Linked DNA regions of Dromaius novaehollandiae: region 1 is linked to region 2. The links are chromatin contacts, called in public Hi-C maps. All regions are on one chromosome and are shown on one strand. Each heading gives the region's core, a stretch centred on a gene start, on an enhancer-like site or on the middle of the called end of the contact. The rest is flanking DNA. Distances are from core to core; before and after follow the strand shown. Region 1 overlaps ADGRB3 (adhesion G protein-coupled receptor B3). Region 2 holds the start of ADGRB3 (adhesion G protein-coupled receptor B3).

Evidence for each region. A called contact is a pair of places that touch in the nucleus more often than the background predicts.
Region 1: a contact with region 2 is called in a Hi-C map of brain, with 7 times the contacts expected there. The contact joins the enhancer-like site here to the promoter of ADGRB3 in region 2. A contact is called at or near these places in 2 of 4 Hi-C or Micro-C datasets (brain and liver).

The regions. Positions count from the first base shown.
Region 1 is chr3:32,139,799-32,145,304 of bDroNov1.hap1, reverse strand. The region is part of intron 2 of ADGRB3 (adhesion G protein-coupled receptor B3); the gene reads right to left. Among named protein-coding and RNA genes, the nearest start is that of ADGRB3, 140 kb to the right of the region's middle. Within about 2 kb of position 3,149, at least 2 of the 2 cell types and tissues checked have open chromatin away from gene starts, as enhancers often do.
Region 2 is chr3:31,996,612-32,002,343 of bDroNov1.hap1, reverse strand. It overlaps ADGRB3 (adhesion G protein-coupled receptor B3), which reads right to left and starts at 3,508. Exons shown (of 31, transcript XM_026095915.2): 1 at 2,863-3,508; 2 at 1-113. The coding sequence starts at 98.

The DNA of each region.
Region 1 (5,506 bases), core at 1,900-4,399, 140 kb before region 2:
GCAAACAAGCATTTCTCTTTGAGCTGGGCCAGCCACTAGTGGGGGCTGTGAGATCGTGCACTCAGCCAGTGCATTACATAAGGCAGCAGCAGTGGCAGCAGCCGAGTGCATGGCTAGCAGTAAAATTATATTACTAAACGCTCCTTTTCCCATATATTCACTGGTTTTGGAGCACTAATTGCAGGAACTGCTGGAGAGCAAAATACTGTATACTATTTCATAATTATAGGGTTATGGCCTAAAAAAATCACAACTGGATTTTTCATACAAGTTGAGACAGTTATTTTCTAAATCAGCATGCTCCAGTGCTTTCTAGATGTTTCCTATTCTAGCCTAGCTTCAGTTTTAAAGCATGTCAGTGTTCCAGTTCCACTACTTTAATTTGAATTGTAGCAGTTCCAGTAAAGATCCAGTTCTATACTGAGGCTCAGAGTGGTGTACTTACTGCAGAATTTGGCCCACAACTAATTTGTTAACTTTCAAAGTATTAATAGCATGGCAACTGAGGTTTATAAAGGATACTGAAAGGATATTCAAAATTAAATGTGCTATGTGGTCCTTAGTATATGCAAAAGATTTTGTTAATTTATACTATCCACAGCCATGAAAACACTTAAGAGATTTTATGCAGGAGTTCTGAAAAAGATGTAGTTTAGAAGACTGTATAAACACAGACATAGCTGTACAGTTGCTCAATCTAAACTCTAATACATCTCCTGTGATAAAATCTGCAGTCATAAAAACACAAGCTGGCTTTCAGGTGCCCTATTCCAATGTAAAGTCTAGAAATCTAATCCACTAACCTACAGCACTTCATTTTAATATTTTCATGAGAGATATTACTTTGAAATACATATTCAATCATTGGCCTCATTAATATGGTTGCTAGGAATAAAAAATATTGTTTAAAAGCAGTAATGGAAGTGATTTATTAATTTTCACTTGCATGTGACTAGTGTGCACATGGAAGAGTTCTATTTCTTAGAAGCTTTTTTAAATGTAGAAAGTGATCAGAGGTGAGGATGAATCAAGAGGTAATGCAGTTAGAAAAATGATGGATAAGAAAAATTCGGGGAGAAGAATGTATGAAGTAGGTATAGGGCAATTAGAAAAAGAAAGCATGTCACAGTCTCTGATTTTTTTTCTATAAGAGACAATTATGGACTTCTGGTGAGCAGCATGGATGAAGAAGAAACTATGTTTATGAAAGGGCCAGAACAGAGTATGATTTTGGAATGAAATACTACTGTTACCATGTAGCCCTGAAATGTGGCATTGCCAGTACTATTAACAGACCGTAAGCTTTGTATTGAGTTTACAGGCCTCAGAACTGAGGTTCATCAGGCTGGCTCTATCTGAGCTTTTCTTGACCTCTCTGCAGCTTTGTTTTACTTGGTTTAGCTGTAACAGCAGTTTTTCTAACAGACCAGGTGGCTAAGGCTAAGTTGTTTTACTTTCGTTTATCTTCCTGTGGTACAATCACAGTTTTATACAGGTAACAGTAAAAGCAGTTACTCTGTTTCACACACACATACTCACTGCAGCTGCCAACCTTAGGAACCAGAGGAGTAGTGGAAGGATGAGCGTAACTCCAGGAAAAAGGATTAGAAAGTAAGTGTGTGTATTACAATATTAACTGTATTACCACTATTATTGAGCTTTTCCCTGTATAAAAGTATTCTTTTTCTGTGATAATTAGATTTAGATTATTAATGATCCTTGAGTTAGACTGTTAAGATTTCAATTATACCATAAATGAATTTGTGTGTGTGTGTATTTAAAGTGTGCTTTCTCTTTGCCCATAAAACAAGACTTTGAGCATAACATTACACAAGATGTTTAGACAATATATTCAGTGAATTTAAAGAAGAATAGAAAGGGTGATAGTCTGGTAACTGGAAATGTGGGTAGGTGAAGGACGATTAAAAACAACAATGTTAGAGAGGCACTAGCTTGATTGTATTGAAAGGAGAATGAATATAAGAAGGAAAGTCCAGAGAGAGAGAGAACGCACAAAACCGATGAAAAATTCCAGTGCTGAGATGAGGAGAAAGAAGGAGTATGGAACAAAAGCAACATCAGAACTTGTCCATTTAAAATAAAAAGCCAGCAATACACCAGTGGTAGAGGAAGAAGCAGCACATGAGGGAAATATCTAAGAAATGATCTTGAAAATTACCAAATTATCACAATGATTGGAGTGTTTGTATTTTTATGGTTTTAGGAGGTTTTAAACATTTCCTGTTCAATAGAAAACCTAAGTTAAACCTCCACCGAGCTGTAACTGTAGCTAGTCCTGCAAAAGGACATGGCGTTTTGAAACTATTGCTGAAAATGCATCTCTTAGTTATGTCCTCAAGAGACAGAAGTAAAGTAGACATTGTTGTTTAGAAATCCCACTAGCTGAGGAAAATTCCTTCCATTGTTCTTGTGTTGCCTTTTGATAACGTGGAGTTTACACACTACAAGCAGCTGGATCTGCCACACTACTAGGCATTTAGGCTTAAGGTGTTTGCTCTAAGATAGGGTTTTGACTCATATTTCTCCCAACTTGGTTACTTCAGACAGTTCTGTTCAGTAAGAATCCTTTCTGATTAAGGCTAAATACAACCGGGATAAAAAAATGAGATGCTCACTTCTCCAGTGGAGCAAAGATGTGCTAGGTATAAAGGCATCACCAGAATAAAAAACAGACTGGTTAATACTTTGTCTGGTTTTGCAGCTTTTAGGATTTGCTGGCTACCTCTATCTTTATAAACTGAAAAGGGCCAAAGCACAGGACTGAGCACTGTCCCATGAAACATTCATACTGCACAGTCCGTGCTTGACACGGTTTGGCCAGAGCCGGCGAGTGCCACTGCCTGGGCACGGCTGGGAGAACACCATGGGTGTCACTGGCAGAGCAGCCTCCTGCTGCCGCATTTTACTTGACCCAATTAATTGCCAACCAGCAATCACTGTTTTAGGTATTGGGAAAAGAATACGATTAAAGAAACACTTAGTAAACACCTATCCTCCCCCTCGCCAATCTCAACTCTCTGCGTTTTGCCACGGGGAATGCTCGGTCCGCCAAGATTTCACTGGGAGGCGGCAGGTGGCGCAGGAAGCGGGAAGCGCGTAACAGCTTTCCGACGCTTTGCGCAAACACACCTGACGCTTAAGCGTTTCTTCCCCTTTCGCTCTCGGGTTACTGGGTTTGACCGGCACAGGGCGGCTCCTGACTGTGCCTGCCGCAGCCCCCACTGCTATCGCTGGTCAATGGTAAAAATGACTCTCTGTTTGATTTGCTCTTAGCTAAATGTTATTTAATGGGTTTAAAACATGAGCATTCTCCCTCTTCTAGGCACACCTGAGGAATTAGTGCATTGCTGTAAAAATAAATAACTTATACACATAAATATGTGCACTACATACAGGAACCGTGAGTTCTGCAGACATTAAGTTCTGTCACAACTGGGCATTGACCAAGAAAACCCCATGCCAGGTGGGCTGGCAGCTGGCCTAACGACTTCTGAGGTATAGCACTCTGGTTCCTTCCGGTTGCTTCTTTCCTTTAATATATATATTAAATAGGCTAATGAGGCAGTATGGACTGCTCTGTCACAGCAGCTTGACATCTTAAACCCTCCTTCATAATGCCACCTTATGGCACTGGATAAGTTAAAGTAGATGTTTCTTCTTTTTCAGTGTTTCCTTTATACTTCATTCTGATGTTGATTCCAGTATGAAGTAATGTAAGGCCAAATATAATAGCATATAATCGAATTGGAGAAGGTTGTACCCTAGGGCAATGTTAAATTTGATAATTATCAGTTGTATTGATTACTCTCCCCTTTCCCCCAAAAGAGCTCAGTTCTTCAGTCCCTACAAAAAGAACACACAGGTATTTCAATAAGTAGTTCCAGACTGCGCATTATGAAATACCGTTCTTCTCTATCCGTATTGCTGATAGGACTTGAGTTATCACCTCATTATGCACAAGGCCCCATTCACTCACTATCCTCCAATGTAAAGAACTAGGTCTTGGCCTTCATGTCCTAAAGAATTTTAGTTTATTTGATTTGTATTCACCTATTTTTTTTTTTGGACTCCTCCAGGGACTATACCATCCTGAAATCCCCCTTTATATATACATATATATATATATATATACATGTCATAAATATTTGTTCTTATTCATTTTAAAAAGACTTCAGTTATAACTACATCATGCTTTACACCTTTGGTTTCTTTTACTTAGCCTCTTAATTTTTCTTTGTTAGAAAATCGGTTTCATCGAACACATCTAACACAAAAATCCTCCTGCAGATTGAGTGCATTGTCAATAATTAAGTTAACATTTTTGGTCTGTTAAGAACTGCCTCTGCCTTCCCAGAACTCTGGTGCATACAGAGTGACTCATTTGAGTGTGTTCTTTCTCACCTTATTTATTCAACAGATCTGACAGTCATTGTGAGATTTACACTTGTTATTTAATACTGTAAGTCAGAAACATATGCATTTATTCCTAACACAGAGACTGTATTAGTTTATTTAATTCTTGAGGTGTATACTCGCAGAATCTATCCTGTGAAAAACAGAAGTCACATTTCTATCTAGAGAAATATAGATCATGGTTATAAAAAGCAACTGAAGAAGTCATTCTTCTGTCTATCCTACTGACCTAAATAATTGCTGACAGGTATCTGTCTAACCTTTTCTTAAAAGCATCTTGTGAGAGGAATCCTACATAGCTGCACTCTACCCAAATGTCCGATCGCTCTTTCTTTTAGAATGTTTTTCGCAGTGTCTGTTGCTGCACTTGAAGCCTGTATTAGGGCTTCCAGCACAGGGAAGCAGTTTATTCACCTTCTCTTTGCAGCATCTATTTACCTATTCAAAGACTGCTATGATATTGTCCCAACTTTTTTCAAGACTTAACAACCTCAGCTGCTTTCCTCAGAGGCCATATTTTCTAGACCTCTGACCTATTTCATTGTTTTTCTCTTGGTTCTGCATAATTGCTCTGCATCTTTCTTGAAGCTTGATGCAGTACTTGAACAGAAGCCTTACCTGCATCAAGCAGAATGGAGGGATTACTCCATAAATCCTACAGGTTTTGTTTCCGTTGACATATCCCAGTAGGATGTTTGCCTTGTTTGCAGTAGCATAACATTGACTCATGCAGAATTTGTCATCCACTCCAAATCTGAGATCTTTTTCTACAGAACTTCTTTCCAAGTTGTTGTTTCCTGCCTTGTATTGCATAGCTGATCAGTCCTGCGTACATGTAAAACTTAACATTCATCTTTGCCGATCCTATTAATATAGAACATTTATCTACAAGAAGTTTATACTAGTAATTTAGGTGTCTGTAGACACTCATTGTGCAGCACTAACAAAAAAATATAAAAGATGCTAACATGGTAGCATAGTCTTCAATTTCATTGTTATACTGATATCAATATAGTTACAAGCATTCTTTTCTATAAAAAAAGAACTGAAAATCTGTTAATATATCTTGAAA
Region 2 (5,732 bases), core at 2,259-4,758:
AGCGTGGAGCACCAGAAGTCTTGGGCAGCATTAAATCCAAACATAACCAGGAGATAGGTGGAAAATATATAAATCAGCAAATTACGAATAGCCTTCATCCTATGTCATTTGGCCTGCAGGAGATGAAATGAAATAAAAATGCAAGTAGAATTCTTCCCGCATTGAAAACCAAACTCCTACCAATATTCGAGCCAGCTGTTTTCAGGCTTGCAGTTAGAGCCCCTTTCAGAAAGAAGGGCAGGTAATTTTCATTTTATAACACCAGGGAATGGTTTGCTGCCGCGTGAACAGCGCCATCACGTGGCTCTCACGACAGGCAAATTTTCTACGTTCGAATTAAAAAACAACATTTATTAGATTATTAATAAGAACGTCCTCTCTTACCTAAGAGATATTCATCATGGCGTGGATAAGAACTGCTCAACTTATGTAAAGAGCTAGATGCCTTGCCTGACAGACCAAAAAAGGGCAATTTATTTATTTATTTCTTCAAAAAGTAAATAAATGGTCTATGCACTATAACATTCATATATATATATGCATATAAAATATGCACATGCAGAATTTCACTAGAATAGATGAATAAATCTGGTAGCATCTGTTTTTATATATTATTTTTCTATTAACTCTGAGAAGTAATTGTGAATAATTACAGCCATAATTTAAAAATGCACAAACTATTATTTGTTACAGATGGAACATTATCTCCCATATGTCTACATGCCTTTGCAGTGGCCACCTGGTAACAAAACTCTCTGCAGAGAGAAAACCCACGGAGGAAATCCTGAGATTAATGTGTTAATGAAATCTTGAGACTCTTATCTGAGAAAGAAACAAAGACAGACAGATGAAACTAGTGGTGGTCTAGCACCACCACTAAGTGCCAGCATTTTAAGATAATTTCAATGTGCTACAACCTCTTAGGATATAGAAAATGGATCATTATATTAGTACTTACAATCACTAGCTCTATATTATTGGCAATGCTACAGCAGGATCTCTGCACCTATTAGACTGGACTCGGTCTCTTACTTGCCCTTTTATTAAGAATATCTTGTACTGTCTGATTAGCTCCTGTATTTTGCAGATGTGCACTTGAATGGTGAAAGATATATTACATTTTCTCTGCTACTATTTCCAAATAAAGCTGTTTTACTGCACCCACCAACCGTTACAGCCTCCACATGCTCTCTTCTCCTAACAGTGGCCTGGGTTAATAAAGTGAACCGTAGTCATATTTCTCTGTAATGTTATCCAAAAATTTAAAATTTAACGTTCTCAGCTTTAACTTTTACAAGCCTGCTTATCTCTTATAAACGAGAAGCTTTTTGCTTTCTGCTTACACATGCGAGCAGACAAAAGTGATGCCAAGCTAATTTTAAAACTCTCTGGGTTGCAGTCTCCTCCACTGTTGCTCTGTAAACAGAGACAGACATACGGATACATACACAGCTCCTGAGTTTTGATGTGTGTCTTTGCCTAGCTTTTCATCTCCTCACCAAATGGCAAGGCATCTTCCGTCTCCCATTGTGTAACAGAACAAATCATCGGATTAAACCCCCTCAAAGAGATTTCTCTATCTCCTACATTATGATTCAAACTCTGAAGCCTGAAATGGGCAAAGCAGCACCAACTCTAACCCTCTTTATAGCTGCGGTTTTTCAAAAAAACCCAGAGCTGCTGCTGGGGCTATGCAAACAGTCGGATTTTCTCCTTTTGGAGCATCCATCTCAATGAATAACACAGTCTTCCTTTTCCAGATAGGGTCGGTGCAGCATTTCAGGCTTAAAAAAATTGAAACTTGTAGGGAATTCTAGAAACAATTTCCCTTTGCTGAAGCACTTAGCAGGCAATGCAGTTCTGCGCAGTGTTATTCAGGATGGTGTAGGCGTTGAAAGCCAATGTGACAATAAGTGTCTAAATTAGGAATTCCACCCATGAAAAACGATTAATTTTATAATCTGGAAAGCAAGGAAGGGGCTTATTCGCTTATTTATTTGAAAAGAAAAAGCCCCTGACTTTTTCCATCTAAATAACATTTGCACTGGAAAAATAAAGACGTCTGCAGTGCTAGGCTGTTTTCTGTGAAGAAACGTAATCAAATAGCCCTCATTTTAGTTGTGCACTTGTTCATGCAAGGCTACTGAAACACAATGCTGTCTTAATCTCTCTCTCTCCCTCTGTTGCACACACACACACACACACACACACACACACACATACGCATCGAGTGAGCCGGCAGCATTTCATTTAGTTTGCAATATTCCTAAACACAAGAGCGAAGCTGCTCCTTGCAAGGATTAGAAATTCCGATTAAAAAGATCTCTGTCTTCGATGGACGAGGAAGCGAAAGAGCGGCCACAGCGGCTCAAGGTTGCCCATTTGGGGAAGGGGGGAACCCTCTTCTGCTGAAAACCAAACGGGCGTTTAGTTTGGATATTCCCCAAACTGATTTTCTAGGTGACACTGTAGTTTAGCCGAACATAGACGGCGCCATCACTCCACCTATTTTTTCCCCAACAGAAGACCCACTGACTTCTCTTATTTTAACTTCCTATTAACCTAACATCCTCCCCCCCCCCAAAAAAAAAATTACCCCAATCATGCACAAACCTCAGGTTTTCTTGGTCTCGCTGGAAATTACTCTCAGTGAAGCAGACCTGTCGCAACACGGACTTCCCTAACTTTTAAACTGCAGGGTAGAAGTAGATGCAGAGATCATCTTGTCTGTGCTGTCTCTCCCTATCCTTCAGCAACAGCCTGTTCCCCCCCCTCCCCGCCTCCTCCCCGGAATCCCGAGCTGGAAGCTCCGCGGTCCTAATCCCTGGGCACGGAGACGGCCGATGCCCCGGGCGCCCTTACCTTCCTCTCCGAAAGCTGGCAGCTCTGTCTCTACAACACTAGCACGACAGGCACACGTCCCGACAGCAGTGATGGAGAGATTCCCCTTCTGTCGGAAGCACCGTTTCCCATTTTCCCCGGCTCAGGTTCAAAACCAAGATTAAAAAAAGCAGCAGAAGATGAAAAACGCAGAGAGAAAACCCCCGCACGCCACACGCACCCCCCCCACCGAGGAAAAAAGCAGCTTCGGCTCCGGATCCACCAAATCCAACCACATGAGGGGAAAGGAAAAAAACCAAAAAAACAAAAAAACCTCAAATCAGCGAGACTGCAGGGGGAAAAAATGGAAGTGGCTGAACAAGCGAAGGTTTTTTTTTTTTTTTTTTTTTTTTTTTTTACTTGAAACAAAGTCTAAGCCCACCAGCCCGATGAGCAGAGATGCCAGGCAAGCGACGGTCTGGGAGGCGGACTAAGGCGCTAGTGCAGATTTGTTGGTGGGTTTTGTTGTTGTTGTTGTTACTAATAGACTTATTCCTCTTGTCTCCCTCCTCCTCCTTCTCCTCCTCCTCCTCCTCCTCCTCCCCGCCAGGCGCTAATGGCCGGACGGCAGCCGGGGGGTCCTTGGCTGCCGGTGCCGGCGAGCGCGGTGGATGCCGAGCGCAGGGAGCGCGGAGGGGCGCCAGCGCGGCTCTGCCTCTGTCTCTGCCGGGGCGCGCGCGCGTGCGCGTGTGCGTGTGCGCGCGAGACAGCGGGCGCCGGTGGGGGCCGCTGTTGGCGCCCCCTGCGCGCCGCCCTGCGCGGCCTTCGTGTGTGTGTGTGTGCGTGTGTGCGCGCGCGTGTGTGTGTGTGTGCGCGCGCGTGTGTGCGTGTGTGTGCGCGCGCGTGTGTGTGTGTGTGCGCGCGCGTGTGTGTGTGTGTGTGCGCGCGTGTGCGCGCAGCGCTGCCGGCGGCCGGGCCCGCGGAGCGTTTCGCGCGTCACGGCTGCTCAACACGGCGCGCGTCCCAGAAACGCTGTTTTCTGCGCCTGGGAGGTTTTCTAGCCGCGGTTCCCACCGCTGGGGCTGGCGGCGACCGAGCAGAGCGCGAGAGAAACGCACGGGCGGGGAGAGGCGAGCTGGGCGGGGGAGGCGGCACTCGGTCTCCTTCCTCCTGTTCTCTCTGTTAAAGCACAAGCCCCGGTCGCAGCCCCACGAGCTGCCAGTCGGCACCGCGGTGCAGACGGAGCGACGCAGCGCGCCGAGGACAAACCCCGTCCGCGGTGCCCGCCTGCCGCCCGCCCCTGCCGGCAACAATAGCGATTTTCTCCGCGAGGCTGCGATTAACACCGGAGCCGCCCGCGGCCGCGCAGCGCGCTGCGCCCCAACGCCGCCCGCGCCCGCCCGCGCCCGCGGAGCCCCGGCGCGGGGGCTCGTGCTCGTGCCCGTGCTCGTGCCCGTGCTCATCCCCGTGCCGCCCCCGCGGGCTCCCGGCGCAGTTTGCGCGGCGAGCAGCGGCCGAGGTAGCGCGGCTGCCGGCGGGGTGGGCCCGGGGGGCTTCGAGCCCAGCCGCAAGCAAGGAAGACCCCGTTTTATTTCGGGAGCGCTGGCAGAGCCCAGTGTGCATTTTCTCGCCCCCCCTCCGGCCCCCCCGGGGCGAGCAGGGCTCCCTGGCCCTCACCGCGGGCGTGGGAGGTCGGGGGCAGCATGTCCAACAGCAAACATCTGACGCGAGAATTAGAGGATGACATTTTAATAAATGCTAGTGTCAGTCGCCGGCTCTTAGCTCGGCGGTTCTGCTGCCGGGGTGCTCCTGCCGAGGCTGGAGGGCAAAGCCCCTCGCAGGCCGTGGGGCCTGCTGCCGCCTGCGGCCCTGCGCTCTCGGAGCTCCTCCGAAACACAGCTCCGAGGCTTTCACCATGCTGCGCTGGGGCCCCGGTGAAACGAAAATTGAAAGCTCTGGACAAGGACCAAAGCAATCATTCCATAAAGCAAACAGTTTTCTCCCCTCCGCTCCCGCCCTAGCCCCTGAAAGGCTTGAATTCCAGTAATACGGGGGTTTTATGATTACAATTACACGCTGCACAAATTCTGATCAGAGGTATTACTGGCCACAAACCACTTTTGACCAAAGTAAATGCAAGCACAGTTATATCTTTTTACTGTATTTTCCATAGGTACAACCTGTAAACCACGTCCATGCTAGCAAACATAAATAGTTTATGCCCCTCTTGTCAAAGCAAAACCAAAAATATCTGCCCAGACGAAAGAAACTGTGCATGATCTTCGCCTAGCAAATACAATGCACCGAAAACCGAACTGATACTGGCTTAGAGATAACCATATTCTTTCACACGTAGTGACACTCTGTATTATCTGTGGATGATGACCACCATGTTGCTTCAAATACTTCAAGGTAGCTTGGTTCATTAACAGGCTGACATGGGCAGAGCAAATCAAAGGGGTACACACAATGCAGCATTCAAATACCTTTTTTCACCCCATTTGTATTAAGGAAGAACAGGAGTCATAGAGGAAAGCTTCCCTCAATGCACTCCTCCACCTGTTTCCCATGGCCTTGACAAATTGTTGCTTTTTTAATTGGGAGTGGAAATGAGAAGCAATAAATATGCAGTGTAGGACAAACCGTTGTGTTTGGCGGCCTCGGAGGTATCCCAGCCCTGCAATTAACTTCCACTTCTCCATTTTGTGAAGAGGTGGCAGCGCTGGAGAGGAACCTGGGCAGGAAAGCTCCTCGGCCTGTTGTCTGCAAATGGCAGGAAGGGGTGGAAGCTGCACAGATAATACGTATGTTAACTAGCAGTGCTGGGCAGCAGTGGGACGGGATGGCAGCACACAACACTCTGTAGGCTTCTTCACAAGATCCATTGCAGTCAGGCTTGGACAGTCTGCTTT